Regions from separate parts of the Zea mays genome. Here region 1 is linked to region 2. Evidence: chromatin contacts called from public Hi-C data. All regions are on one chromosome and are shown on one strand. The core of a region is the stretch at or near the end of the contact, and the rest is flanking DNA. Distances in the headings are between cores, read along the strand shown. Region 1 holds the start of LOC103629568 (probable methyltransferase PMT24). Region 2 holds the start of LOC100285948.

What was found. Hi-C and Micro-C count contacts between places; a contact is called where the count stands out from the background.
Region 1: a Hi-C map of leaf shows a contact between it and region 2, with 7 times the contacts expected there. The contact joins the promoter of LOC103629568 here to the promoter of LOC100285948 in region 2. A contact is called at or near these places in 12 of 25 Hi-C or Micro-C datasets (bundle sheath, ear, endosperm and 4 more).

What each region holds. Positions count from the first base shown.
Region 1 is chr6:94,356,344-94,363,657 of Zm-B73-REFERENCE-NAM-5.0, reverse strand. LOC103629568 (probable methyltransferase PMT24) reads left to right here and starts at 2,346. Exons shown (of 7, transcript XM_008650648.3): 1 at 2,346-3,991; 2 at 4,091-4,240; 3 at 4,330-4,600; 4 at 4,682-4,792; 5 at 4,914-5,361; 6 at 5,470-5,664; 7 at 5,744-6,330. The coding sequence starts at 2,621. The coding sequence ends at 5,960. It overlaps LOC103629567 (midasin), which reads right to left. Exons shown (of 4, transcript XM_008650645.3): 4 at 6,470-6,860.
Region 2 is chr6:94,197,909-94,204,961 of Zm-B73-REFERENCE-NAM-5.0, reverse strand. LOC100285948 reads right to left here and starts at 4,856. Exons shown (of 7, transcript NM_001158837.2): 1 at 4,460-4,856; 2 at 4,201-4,332; 3 at 4,023-4,082; 4 at 2,115-2,191; 5 at 1,978-2,034; 6 at 1,108-1,174; 7 at 381-1,014. The coding sequence starts at 4,612. The coding sequence ends at 895.

The sequences.
Region 1 (7,314 bases), core at 1,097-3,596, 160 kb before region 2:
GCAAGCAATTACGTGTCACAATGTGTACTTCAGTTTCCTAAAATAAAGCCACACTCTCCACCAGGACCACCTTTCCAAAGCCATGTGTACTTTAGAATCAGTTTCTTGAGGCCGCTAAGCCGCCTTAATTTGGTTGGGTTGGGCCACCCAACTATAGATGCATGGATCATCAAGCAATTAAAGATAAATAAAGCATGTTTCTATGTCATTTATGGAAATGACACGCAAAGGCGAGGGACAAACAAGAGAGGAGTTAAGTAGCGCTAGCTGGCTGCAGCTACGTTCTCTCAACGTCTGAAAAGCACGATACGCGCATTCGGTCGGGTCGACCTTGCAACGCAACCGATGGAACTCCCATTGTCCATCTAGCCATCTATCAGAAAAAAGAGTGTGCGCTAACCACTCGTTCACTCCTAGTCCTAGGCTGTAGATCACATGACTAGTCACCTCCATCTAAGGCCTTGTTCGTTTGTGTCGGATTGATGGGTCGGAACGAATCCGAGCCGGATTGCTTCTCTAATTTATATAAACTTTGATTAGCCGGAATAATTCCGGGTGCAATCCGATGTAAACGAACAAGGCCTAAAGGCTTTCGGAATCAGCTGTAAATTAAATTAAAACCACGTGGTAGCCATGGGTGGGAATCCAAACTTGCGTCGTCGCAAAGCCCGTGAATGACTAAAAATATAATGTCCAAATGAATAGCACGACCTCGATCCGGTCCTGGTTATTAAGTATACGGCATGGTTAGACTCGAATACCTATTTGTATTGTGGATAGGTCGCTCGACGAGCCTAAACCCCTAAGGGCTCGTTCGGTTGTACCGGAATAAAACAGGATTCATTCCAACTCATCAAAATCTATATAAATTAGAGAAGTAATTTAGCTAGGAATTAATCCAGGGCTCCAATCCGGAACAACCGAACAGGACCTAAACGAGCCTGACATGAGAAGAGCCCAACTGTGTCAAGCCAGCACACGACCCCGAGAACGAGACTGTACCGGCCCGAGCCCACCAACACTAAAACCAAGCACATGAAACACTCCGTTTGAATTACACAATCACAATTGACATTTACACTTACAAAGATCAGAAATAATACACATGTCACATTACACTTACATACAGTTACACAAATAGCACACGAAATCACTGTTACACAAGCAATACACTACACGGCTCGCGGGCCGGGTGCTTTTATGGACATCTATAAAAATGGCTGCCGGCCTGCTGCCCCCTTACGCGACCTGCCCACGTGGCCCCCCGTTCTGATCGGACAGGACGAGAGCTAGAGCTATCCAGGGACAGGGAGCGCTTCGTTCCTCTTCCTCCTGGTTGTGGTAGCTGCTGGCAGAGGCTTGGCTTGCGGCTCGGTCAATCTCATGCGCCTCCTCAGCAGAAGAGGAAATCCTTCGTGCGGCTTTCTAGTTCCAGGCATGGGTTATTGGGCTCGTCCTGCCATTCCTGGAGCTTGTAAGTGACAAGCCATTGCACTGACTAGAGAGAAGACGACGGAGGACCCAACTTGCCTTTGTCCAATTTATTGCTTCCCCCTTTTACTCTCTCATCTCCCCGCCGGCAGATCATTGCTTAATCTCCTTGGTTTATTTAATTAATTACCCCCAATATAATACTCAGTGGACAATATATCTTGCTCCTTTTGACTTGCCTGCAATCTATCCACTCGCCCTTTCTTTCTTTCTTTCTTTATCCTTTTTATGACAGTATATAGTCTATATTAACATTACGATCCCACGGATAGAATGGTTGGCGACGCGAGAAGAGAGGTTGACGGCCGTGGGGCAGTAGAGAGGGAGAGGCTGGGAGCGGCAGGTCACGAGGCAAGAGAGGGGAGGGGATCGAATGGGATTGTTCATCAAACGATCTGAAACGTTGATTTTGATGATGTGCTAAGTCTGAGTGTAATTTGTTTGCTAGATTTAGTGGAGGTTGTGGATGTGAGGGTGATTTAGTTTAGTGTGATTCGCAAAGTTTAAACTAATGTTATATAGCGTTTAGGTTTTTGTATACTAGATGTACCTTTGGTTTTCACAAGAATGTTTCTGTGGCAATGCAATGGGACGCCTCAGTTTAAGGTGATAGTGTTAGGTTTCCTTCCATCTACTGGTATAGTCATCTTGGAAACTAATATTGACATTTTTTCACTTTCATTATTATGGCAAGAGTTTGGTACTTAGTTGGCAACCACAACTATGTATTTGGCTACATTTTTTTACGGAAATTGTTCAAAAAAATCCTTATGCAGAGAAAAACATGGAGTAGAGGCACATGATGCGAAGGTGAAGAGCGTGAGAAGAGGAGGAGGCCGAGGCGACGACGACGCCCCATGCATATATGCTACGATAACGCTAGCTCGCCCGCTTGTTAAGCAACGCAGCTCATGGAGACCCCACATGTCATCCTCACGTCCGACCACCCCCGACGCGCCGGGATCACCCCATGTTCCCGGGATTACGCCTCCCGCCACTTGTGCTGGCCAAAAAAGAACAGCCAAAAACCTAATTAGTCATCCAGAGCTTTGTTTGGTTTCCCTCATCAATCGACTGCTCGACCGCGCGCGCGCGCCAGGCGACTCCCATCCGCTACGAACCCTGCCGCATGCGGGATCGATCCATGGCCGGCGCCGGCGCCGGCGCCCGCAGCTCGCGCGCCGGCGGCGGGAAGCGCGGCGCCGCGTCGTCCTCGGCTGCCGCCGCGTCCGCGTGCGTCTACTACGCCACGACGGCGCTGCTCGTCGCGCTGTGCGTCGCGGGGGCCTACTTCCTCACGTCCACCTCCTCCGCCGACGGGGACGCCGCAACGGTCACCGCGTACCGCCACACTACACGCTCCTCTTTCGCGTACGAGCTCACCAGGGAGCGGGCGGCGCCGCGCGGGGAGGAGGCGTCGGAGGCCCGAGACACGCCCGCCGCTGTTAAGGCCGTTGGCGCCGAGGAGGAGCCGCGGCCCGACCGGAGCGCCGGCGCCGCGCTGGGCGACCCGCACGCCAGGCCTGACGAGGAGCGTGTGTCGGACGAGGCGGCGGCGGGCGTGGAGGAGGAGCACGAGGCCGCCGCGGTGGCCATGGAGGACGTGAAGGCCGAGGACGGTGGTGGCCACGTGGCCGCCGGAGACGACGAGGCGGCCAGCGCGCGCGGTGGGGAGGTGGAGGAGGAGAAGGAGCGAGAAACAGCCGTGCTGGAAGAGAGCAGCCGCGAGCAGCGAGAACAGGAGCAGGAGCAGGAGCCGCAGCTGGAGATGCCACACGAGCGGCCTCGGGGTGCCGCCGCTGCCGTCGAGGAGAAGAACCTGGACGGCGGCATCGAGGAGGAGAGCAACGCGGGGCAGAGGCAGCGAGAGGCGGAGCAGAGCGCGCTCGAGGAGCAGCAGGCCGCAGCCGGGAGCCAGTTGCGCCGCGAAGCGCAGGAGGACCCGCAGGCCGACGACGGTGCCGACGAAGGGACAGAGGAGGAGCGCGGCAGGGAGCAGTCACAGGGCGAGGAGGAGGCGCGCTCGTCGTCGGTGTCAGGGTCCAGCGGAGACGCCGACAGCGGAGAGGCCGTGTCGGAGTCGGAGCACACGGGGACGGGGCGCGCGGACGGAAATGCCAGTCAGGACGACGGCCGCAGCGTCGAGGTCGAGGACTCGCTCGCCGCCGAAGGCCGCACGGAGGAGCAGAAGGCGTGGGCGACGCAGGCCGACGAGTCACACCGGGAGACGGACCGCCGCGACGAGGGCGGCGACATCGACGGCAACGGCGCGGAGAACGCCGGCGGAGAGGAGCGCGAGTGGCGGGTGTGCAACGTGAAGGCCGGCGCCGACTACATCCCGTGCCTGGACAACGAGAAGGCCATCAAGAAGCTGCGGCCGGAGAACTTCCGGCGGTACGAGCACCGGGAGCGGCACTGCCCCGACGAGGGCCCGACGTGCCTCGTCGCGCTCCCCAGCGGCTACCGCCGTCCCATCGAGTGGCCCAAGAGCCGAGACAGGGTAGATACGTCCGCGTCTCTGAACTGAATCCCCCCCCACCCCATGCTCACTGCAAGGCGCATTGCTGACTTGGTCGTGCCGGCGACGACGTACGTGCAGGTATGGTACAGCAATGTCCCGCACACGAAGCTGGTGGAGGTGAAGGGTCACCAGAACTGGGTGAAGGTGAGCGGGCAGTACCTGACATTCCCCGGCGGCGGCACGCAGTTCATCCATGGTGCGCTGCACTACATCGACTTCCTGCAGCAGGTACCAACGGCCAGCATGCCATGGTTTGTCTGTTTCGATCGCTCCAGTGTAGAGATGGTAAGGAGGGTTACTCTGCCTTGTTCGGCCAGTCCGTCCGCGCCATCTCGTGGGGGAAGCACACGCGGGTGGTGCTCGACGTTGGCTGCGGCGTGGCCAGCTTCGGCGGCTACCTGTTCGAGCGCGACGTGGCGACCATGTCGTTCGCGCCCAAGGACGAGCACGAGGCGCAGGTGCAGATGGCGCTCGAGCGCGGGATCCCGGCCATCTCGGCCGTCATGGGCTCCAAGCGCCTGCCTTTCCCGAGCAAGTCGTTCGACCTCGTCCACTGCGCGCGCTGCCGCGTCCCCTGGCACACCGACGGTGCGCCGCTGCCCCCCTTCTTCCATTTCCGGTCAGACCCTTGCTGACGATGCCGACCGAGATTGCCGTGTGTCCGTGCAGGTGGCGCTCTCCTCCTCGAACTGAACCGCGTCCTGCGCCCCGGCGGGTTCTTCGTCTGGTCCGCCACGCCGGTGTACCAGAAGCTAACGGAGGACGTCGAGATCTGGAAAGGCACGTAAAGTTCCGACGACCATTCACCGCCATGACCATGAATCGGTCGATCAGAGCCAGCTGACAGGACAGCTAAGCTAACGGAGTTTTTTTTTCCCTGTTCACCTGCACGTACGTACAGCAATGACCTCTCTGACGAAATCCATGTGCTGGGAGCTGGCGTCGATCAAGAAGGACCGGCTGAACGGCGTCGGGGTGGCCTTCTACCGGAAGCCGACGAGCAACGAGTGCTACGAGTCCAGGAGGCGGCAGCAGCCGCCGATGTGCGCGGACGACGACGACGCGGACGCGGCGTGGTACGTCCGGCTCAACCCGTGCGTGCACCGCGTGCCGACGGCCCCGTCGGAGCGCGGCGCGCGGTGGCCCTCCGAGTGGCCGCGGCGGGTGCGGTTGCCGCCGTACTGGCTCAACGGCTCGCAGGCCGGGGTGTACGGGAGGCCGGCGCCGGAGGACTTCGCGGTGGACTACGACCACTGGCGGCGCGTCGTCGACGGGTCCTACCTCAACGGCCTGGGCATCGACTGGTCCAGGGTCAGGAACGTGATGGACATGAGAGCCGCGTACGGCGGGTAACTAATCCAATCCGATATACCGCCATTGTCGCCAACTCCACTGGCCATGCCCAGCAAGCTCTGCTCTGGTACGTAATTGTGCTGACGCCATGGCCGCCGTCTCAGGTTCGCGGCCGCGCTCTGGGAGAAGAAGATCTGGGTGATGAACGTGGTGAACGTCGACGCGCCTGACACGCTGCCGGTCATCTTCGAGCGCGGGCTGCTGGGCATCTACCACGACTGGTGCGAGTCCTTCAGCACCTACCCGAGAAGCTACGACCTCCTGCACGCCGACCACCTCTTCTCCAAGATCAAGGATAGGTCAGCCTGTCTGTTTGTTCTTTGCATACACATCTTGTTACTGGCTTGACGACGCACAGACACGGCCGGTCTTGTTCAGATGCGCGGTTCTGCCGGTGGTGGTGGAGGTGGACAGGATCGTGAGGCCGGGGGGCAGCATCGTGGTGCGCGACGAGGCCGGCGCCGTCGGCGAGGTGGAGAAGCTCCTGAGGTCGCTCCACTGGGACGTGCGGCTGACCTTCTCCAAGAACGACGAAGGGGTGATGTACGCCGAGAAGTCGGGTTGGCGGCCGGAGCTTGTGGAAGAGCCGTCGTAATGGCCACCATTTCAGTTTCAGACCGGCGAGCAGTAGGGCTGGCCCTTTTTCTCTTCTTGCGTCCGTCAGCATTTGGTAGCTCTGTACATGGTTTTGTTATTGCTGCTGCAGCAGTAGTATTTTCTGTACGTTTGTGAGCACCCATAGAGAGAGCTCTAGATTATATATACGTACAGCAACCGGAGAGCCTGCACGCCAGAGGTTCTACGATTCCTTCTTTTTCTTTTTCTTTTTTTTAAAAGAAAGAGGCTTGTAAAGAAAGCGATTCCTTCTTTTTTTTCTTTTTTTAAAGAAAGAGGAGAAAAGACAAGCTAAAGGCATCAAGGCCCTCGGTCTCGGTTCTATCCAGCAAGCCAATTTGTACTTTCTGGCACACGCCCGTACTCCAGATGTGTACGGCATGTTTCAGTTAGGTTGGAAACGAGTGAAGTGGTCATGGTCAACGCTACTCCCGTGTAAGCAACAACGAGAAGCGTGTTCTCTATGCACTTGACAGTTGACAGTTCCACTGAAAAGCAGGAGAGCTCTGAAGCAGGCGCAGCACAAAACGCCCATCAAATCATTTCTAGTTAAAAAAATATATGACATATTCAGCTACTGAGACATACTGACATCGCAGCTATATCTCGGGAAGGCAGAAGTGTCACTAAACCGACTTGTCAATGAAAAGCTCTGGAAAAAAAAAAGAGAGTGAGCACTAGGAATCCAAAAGAAACTACTATTGCACAACATACTCCGTACATAACAACGACCAGTCGACTAACTAGCTCCAGCGATCGGTCCGGTGCAGACCTCCCATGGTCCGGTGTGTTAGGATCTGAATGCACAGACAACAGGGTGCCAGAGCTCACAAGGATTTCCCAAGCTCAGAGGATGGCAGGTCCCAGACATTCACAAGTTCTGAGGAAACATAAAGGAAGACAAGTTATTAAGTGGTGTTGATGGGGAAAGCAACGCTGCAGAAAATGCAGTTACCACGTACACGTAAGTAAACTGTCATATTCTCAGATATCCAAGAAGAAAAAAGAGAGCCTTTGTTCATTAACTAGCGAACCAGTCATTGAGCATGCAGGAACATATAGACAAACTAATGGGTGCAAACCAATAAACATTCAAGTATTCGGTTACTTCGTTTCAGAAACAGATTCCAGTTTATATCATAGCGGAAACACGTTAATATGTATGTTCATCCAGTAATGAACAGCATTTTTTCATCACTTAGATATATAGCCCAGGGTTCACTGCACAGTCAAATGCTATGTGTCGATTATCGAAGCATGCGGAGTTCAGGCATCTAAAAACACCATAAATCCATTATTTGCTGTTTCCGGATAAACATGGTTCTTCAGTTACA
Region 2 (7,053 bases), core at 3,607-6,106:
GACTAAGATAATATTTTTATTTACTATTTTATTTATTTTTAACTCTTTCTGTTTAGATCTTTATTGACTAAATTTTAGCCATTTTTGTTTTAGCTTCTAGATCCAAACATACCTTTAATCCATTTTGGCATCCGATAAAGTAACGCGATTCCCAACATAAATATAATGAGCCACTTACAGAGTCTTAGCATTCACTCAAGAAAATGCTAGAGGCTAAACCTTCTACGGTTGCACAATTGGAGGCTTGGATCCTCTTCCCTGACACTATCCAAAATTTTAGATCTTCTGTTTTTCGTGTTTTGTTACCTCTATTCACGGTTTAGACTATCCACGATATCCTCTTCATATTTCAAACTCCACTATGTAAATATTACTGTAAACATTACTGCAAAACAGTGTTTTGCACGACTATTTCTGGAGTTGGCCTTAGGGCTAGCTCTACCAGCTTCTAGCAAGATCGGTCCTACACATAACATGCGCAGCGAGTCCTCGACGGGAGCTAAAGTCCATATCTGACAGGAACAACAATCAAAAATCAAACGAGTGGGCAGAACTGATAACGGCCAGATGGCAGAGCCCAAATTGCTGGCTCCAACACAGGACGAGGCTAACACAGTTCAGGATCCCCCACAGTAACAGTGGCTTCAGCAGCTCTGGAGACCAGGCACGCTTCAGCACAGGTAAAGAATCATTTCGGATGCATTTCTTCCACGGGCAATCTATTTTTACAAGTTTGAGCAACATCTCCCTACTACCAAGTGTCCCCCTCCCCTGAGCACGTTTTGTCCCCTTTAAAAACTAGGAACAGAATTAGAACCTATTCTCTTCTTGCGGGTTTCCACGGACGGGCGACGAATATGGGTAAAACCAAAGAACGTATTTGCTTTGCTGCCTTCACATCACGATGCGGAGGACGGCGAGGCCGACGGCTGAGATCGAAACAATGGTACCTATGCAGTACTTGATGACATCGTACTTTGCTGCCTCCAACTGGGCCTTCAGTGAGTGGATTTCCTGCATATGGCCGGCAAAACATTTTGGTTGGTCTCTGATGTAAACGATGACACGGAAAGCATGGGCATGCGGCCTTAGTTTACTACCACTCACCTTGTCAAGCTTTGTGGTAAGCTCAGTGGTTTCCTCATTCTGCTTGGCAAGCTCATCACGTATGCGCCTGGAGCATGGTTTCAATCAGGTGCCATAATCACACACATGACAGTTTTAGCTCAAAAAGGCATGATACTAAAGAAAACATCTACCGCTGTCCAGTTATTCAGAACTATAACACACTAGTGTAAAAGTGTAATCCATCAGAAGAGACTAAAGAATCCTCAATGGCTTGTTCGGTTAGGGGTGGATTGAAGGGTTGTAGAGGATGGCATTTAATCCCCTCAAATCCCCCTCAATCCACCTCAAACCGAACAAGCCCTAAGAAGGCTTAAGGGAGACTGGAGATGTCCTAAAAAAGTGAGTTTTCCTTACATTAAATCAAGGTGCAAAACATCACTAGAAACTATAGCGCACATGTCAACACGTCATTGTGTGTTCATGATCTAAACATCGTACACTGCTGAGTGCTGACCAACAGATGATTGCATATAAAGAGAACTAGGAGCATCTCAACCAAAGGCATATGACAAAACCACCATATTGATTTTTTGAAAACATTAGAATTATAGATTGGCCCACACACCTTAAAACTTGAACATGAATGCCTTTTCATATGAAAGGTGAGCAATGATAACTAAATAAGCAGTCCAAGTCAGATACCTGAGACCCAGAATTGTAGCCAAGATCACTATAACTTTCTCTATAAGAGCAAGTTAATCATTCTTTGTTGTGTTTGTTCCATACACAAATCTATAGAAAGTATTGATTCTTATGTTTTACTGATCAGTGCAAAGCTGGTAGCCAGATAATGGGAAAAGAAATGGACAGTGTAGAGAGGCATATCTAAATAGAGACAAATGATCTTACCCTCTTTCAAGATTCAGATCCAATCGCTGTCCTGCGGTGACCTTGTCGATCTCATACCTGTTTCACACAATGAACAATTAGACTGAGTATGTTCATTCAGATTCCTGACATAACCAGCTCTTGAACTTAACACTGACTTCAGTTCACTCCTCATCTTATCAATATCTCCGCGAAGTTTCTCAGTCTCCCGCTGTAGTAAAGAGAAATGGTTTTCCTACAGAAAGGAAATGACCTTTTTAAGAGGTTGACCAACAGTTTTGAATACTGAAAATGTAAAGAGAAAAGCAGCAAGATGAGGACATGTGAACTGCAATCCATGCAAACACAATGCGAATAGGCAAGAACTATTTTTAGGTTAGTGGTTTCAATTATCAAATCGAAATCTGCAGTTATGTAGCACTAGGTTCAGCTAAAACATCGCAGAGCACACAACAACAACAACAATGCCTTTTATCCCAACTCCCAAACTGGGATCACAATGAGAAAAATCCAGCACCATGCATACAAATCAGAGTATTAGATATGTAATTCCTGACTCTTAAATCCTAGACAGAATTCTGGAATCCCACTCTCTGAAAGAGAGTTATTTCTCTCGAAAAATGCATCAGATTGTTCCTCCAAACTAGATAATGGATAGAACATCCCAGGTAAAATGACAATTAGTAGTTCCATATGATTGCAGATGAGCAGAAAAAAATGATCCGCATATACATCTAACGTTAGGTGATCACAAACCCTAAAAAGTATAAATATATCTCAGAAATAATGCATGGTAAGATGAACGAAACATTAGATAATAAGTCCAGACACTGAGCACAATCAGCAAAACATCTTGAAGTTCAGAGCACACCATAAAATATTAAAATATCAGCTACTCAATTGGACAGGGAGTAGGGATAAACTTAACACAACATTAATGTTTCTCAAGACTAATTTCCAAAAACATTATTAAAAAACAGTAGACCAGGATTTGTAATTCCTGTGGCTAAAATTTGAAGACTCTAATGTGTTCCGATCACTAGGCATCTGTTATACTTGGCATTCAAGCTATCTGGAAGTACCAATAAATATTTTATTGGATAAGAATAGAATGTATGATAACAGAATTCTCTTCTGCATAGCAAAGTCAAAGTATGGAGTGCATAATGACATGGTACGGAACTCTAAAAATGCGGGTGCTAGCTTCTGGGACTCTGGGAGCGCCTCTGGAACCAACAGGCCACAAGTTTGAAACTAATTGTTGAGAATAAGTGGTATGATGCATACATAAAAACAACCTTAACTAATTCAGATGTCCATGTCCGTGTTATAGTACAAATAGTGGTTTTTGAAAAGGAAGATTATTCTATTCTCCCCAACTTTACTGCTGGCATGCCAAGGGTATATGAGATAAGACACCTCTCCAAAGGCTCAGATAGGTATCGTTCATCCCTTACCATGGATACTACACTAACATTTCACATGGATGTAAACTGATTTGAGAAATGGCCCTGTAACCAATACAAGGCAAGCAGTACATCTTTTAAGCCTGAACTAATGTAACTTGATGACTTGAGATTAACTTCTACAAGGCAAGCTCAGACCACTGATGTTAACTCCAAAATAAAAGGCCAAATGTTAAGACATGTGAGCAAATTTACCAATCTCACTGCAATTAAGATGGTAAAAATGGCCAAGACATATCACCCACCATAATCTGATACCCCCAAAGGCACAGATAAATGGTGACTCAACCCACAATCCCCATCTGCGCACATCTATTCCACAAACAAATAGCCCCATCAATGTTAACGAGCAGCAGCTCTAAATCAGGTTGTACAAACTTTCATCCAACAAACCCTGTACTGCTGAAATGAACAAATCTAAAACAATCCAGAGAGGAAGAAATGCTGAGTGACTTCACCCCAAAAGGCCTATAAAATACACAGACCAATTTGAAGCCAGCAACAATTTATGTGGATCATGTACAAGATCCCAGATTAAGCCCCATGAAAATCCAGGGACAACTAATCCTCACGACCTAACATTTTAGTTTCAAACAGTACCTGCGAGCTCTGCACTTGGGACTTGAACTTGGAGATATTGGACTCCTGCAGCATCTCACTCTGCAAACAGAGTACCAAGACCACCAAATGAGAAAGACAACCGAGCAATCCGTCCACAGGACCCAAGCAAACCTCTATGAAACAACCATCCACGCAATGCCAAAGGCGAGGCGCTTGCCTTCTGCATCTCGGCCTTGGAGACGAAGGACTCGGAGATGCTCTCGAGGCTGTCGTTGAGGACCTCCGTGATGGCGGAGGTGATCGCCTCCGCCTGCTTGGTGGGCACGCCCTGCGACTCCAGCTTCCTGACCTGCGAGCGACACGACCATCCCGGCCCGCGTCAGCAGCTCGCCGGAGCATTCCGCCGAACACCTCTCGGGCGGAAGCCGAAACTGAGCGAGAGTACGGTAAGGAGAGACCCCGGAGGCTTGACTTACCAGGGCGAGGGTGTCTACGAGGAAGGCGCGGCGGCCGTTGGTCTTGACGAGCTGCGAGATGGAGCGGGGGCAGGGCGCGGCCGCCCACCGCTGCGGCCACTGCTGGTGCCCGTGCAGGAGCGCCGCGCGCCTGCAAGCTACGGCAGCGGCCATGGCCTCCTCCTCCTCCTCCTCCTCCCCCTCCCACGCGATGCGGCGGCGGACGGCGGAGGGGTCGGGGGCGCGAGCCGGTGGGGAGCGGTCCGGGGCCCGGCTATATGGGTGGGTGGAGGGCGATTCGGGCGGCTCGGCTTCGTTCCCGGGAGAGGCGGGATCGGAGGCGGAGGTGGCGGTGGCGCTAATTCGGGAAAGCGGAGAGGGGCGACGCTGCCTATATGCGGAGGCGCGGAGGCGACTTGGGGAGGAAGAAGACGCGAAGCAAGAAGGGGGGGGGGGGGGGGGGGCGAAGAGGGACGGTTTTCTTTTGTCTTTTATTTTTTGGAAAAAAAAAACAAAATCGACAAAACATAGTAGCCGCTCCGCCTCCCGCTCTCTAGGCTCACCATCATTTCCTCTGGTGTTTCACTGTCTTTTCAGTTTTGAACGAGCGTGATGAAACATCCATTCCTTCCCCTAATTGGCAGAGCCTTTCGAGCTCTCCAATTTTACAGAGTACTCATGCTTGCTTCCTTATCTTGTGGACAAAGAATCGACCGACTCTGAAGCATAGCCGCAGTTCTCAAAACAATCCCGCTCCAAGCAAGTTGGGTGGCCGGCGTGGAGACGACGACACCCACCGAACCCACCGCGGCGGCCTGGTCCACGCTGGGAAGCGGATCCGGCCCGACCATTCCAATCTGGCAGCCAATCACAGGGACCACCCACCGCCAGCAGACGCGCACGCAGACGCGGGTTGGGTTCAACTTCACGCCGATCGATTCGCTGGATAGACTGATCGTGTTTGGATTGCCTTGTATTCTTTTCTTTTCTTTTTGACCCATTTTCGTAAAGTTGAAATTTTATGTTAGGGGGCATTGCGCGCTTGTCTCTGGACGCATACATATGTTAATCGCATTTTATTCTAGAAAAGTCAACTTTGCACGTTTGTCAGCCGAGATTTCGAAATAAAGTCTCGTGTTAGCAATGGGAAGGGAGGAGCAGTCGAGCAGAGAAGATGCGTGGAGAAGGGGCGAGAGAGCAGAGAAGAAGGGAGATGGCACCGAGAGCCCGGCGGCGTCTCGGTAGTATTCTTCGTATTGTCTTTTATATAGAGCTATTGGATCAAAAACGGCCCACAGCCAGACGACTTCCACTACTTGGCCCACATCGGTCTAGTAACTTTAGTATTTAGACGACTGACTTGCGTGCCGTGTGGCTTGTTCCTGCTGTCTGCTGCCTTCAGCTTGTCGTTCTCGTCAGCATTGCTGACATCCGCCTCCCCTTCAAAGTCTGTTTGTCCCCAAGCAGGTGCATTTAGGAATCGTTCCTTGAGAGCCATCACATCTTCCCAGTTGGTCAATGCTGCGTCGAGGCCGGACCAAACGAGCTTCGCCTGCGCAACCATATTGCTGCCACGCTGAACCAGGCGTCGTTGCAGGATATGAAGAGGGACCTGCAATGGATTAGTACCAGATGGTAGAGATGAAATCGACTGATGATTGGTTCCAGTAGCTGCCTTGAGTTGGGACACATGAAATACAGGATGGATGGAAGAAGTGTCCGATAATTTGAGCTTGTAAGCGACTGGACTGATCTGCTCGACTATCTAAAAGGGTCCGAAGAATTTGAATGAAAGTTTGTGGTTGGCTCTGGTGGCTACAGATGTTTGCACATAAGGTTGCAGCTTCAGAAAGACCCAATTGTGAACAACAAAAACGCGCTCAGATCGCTTCTTGTCGGCCTGCTTCTTCATTCGATCTTGGTGCCGAGTGAGATGTTGTTGAATAAGTTTCTGCATGAGTTCCCTCTCTTGCAGCCATGTTTTCAGGTCTGGAACCGAGATAGCTCGCTGATCAGTAATACCAAAGTGGCGAGGCATGTGGCCATACAGCACCTCAAATGGGGATTTGTCCAATCCAGTGTGAGTATAGGTGTTGTACCAGAATTCGGCCACCGAAATCCACTGAGACCATTGTCTTGGACAAGCATGGACAAAACACCGAAGGAAAGTCTCTAAACATTGGTTAACCCTCTCCGTTTGCCCATCGGAATGGGGGCGATATGCTGAAGACATGCTGAGTTTTTAGTATCTGAAAGTAAAACAGTTGTTGCCAAAATGAGCTTGTAAATATCCGGTCTCTGTCAGAAATAATAATAGCAGACAGTCCATGTAGTTTGTAAATGTGATCCAAAAATAGCTTCGCCACTTTTGAAGCTGTGAAAGGGTGTGCCAAAGGAAGAAAGTGAGCATACTTGGACCATTTATCTACCACCACCATAATGCAACTAAAGTTAGCAGAAGTAGGAAGTGTTGAATAATTAGACAAATTCTAGATTAAATTCCGAATATAAATCATGACCAAATCAGAAGAACTGAAATAAAAAGCCAAATCAGATGATGCGTACTGATTAGACATACCGATAGATGACGCGCGCCGGAATCAGCAGGGTCGACG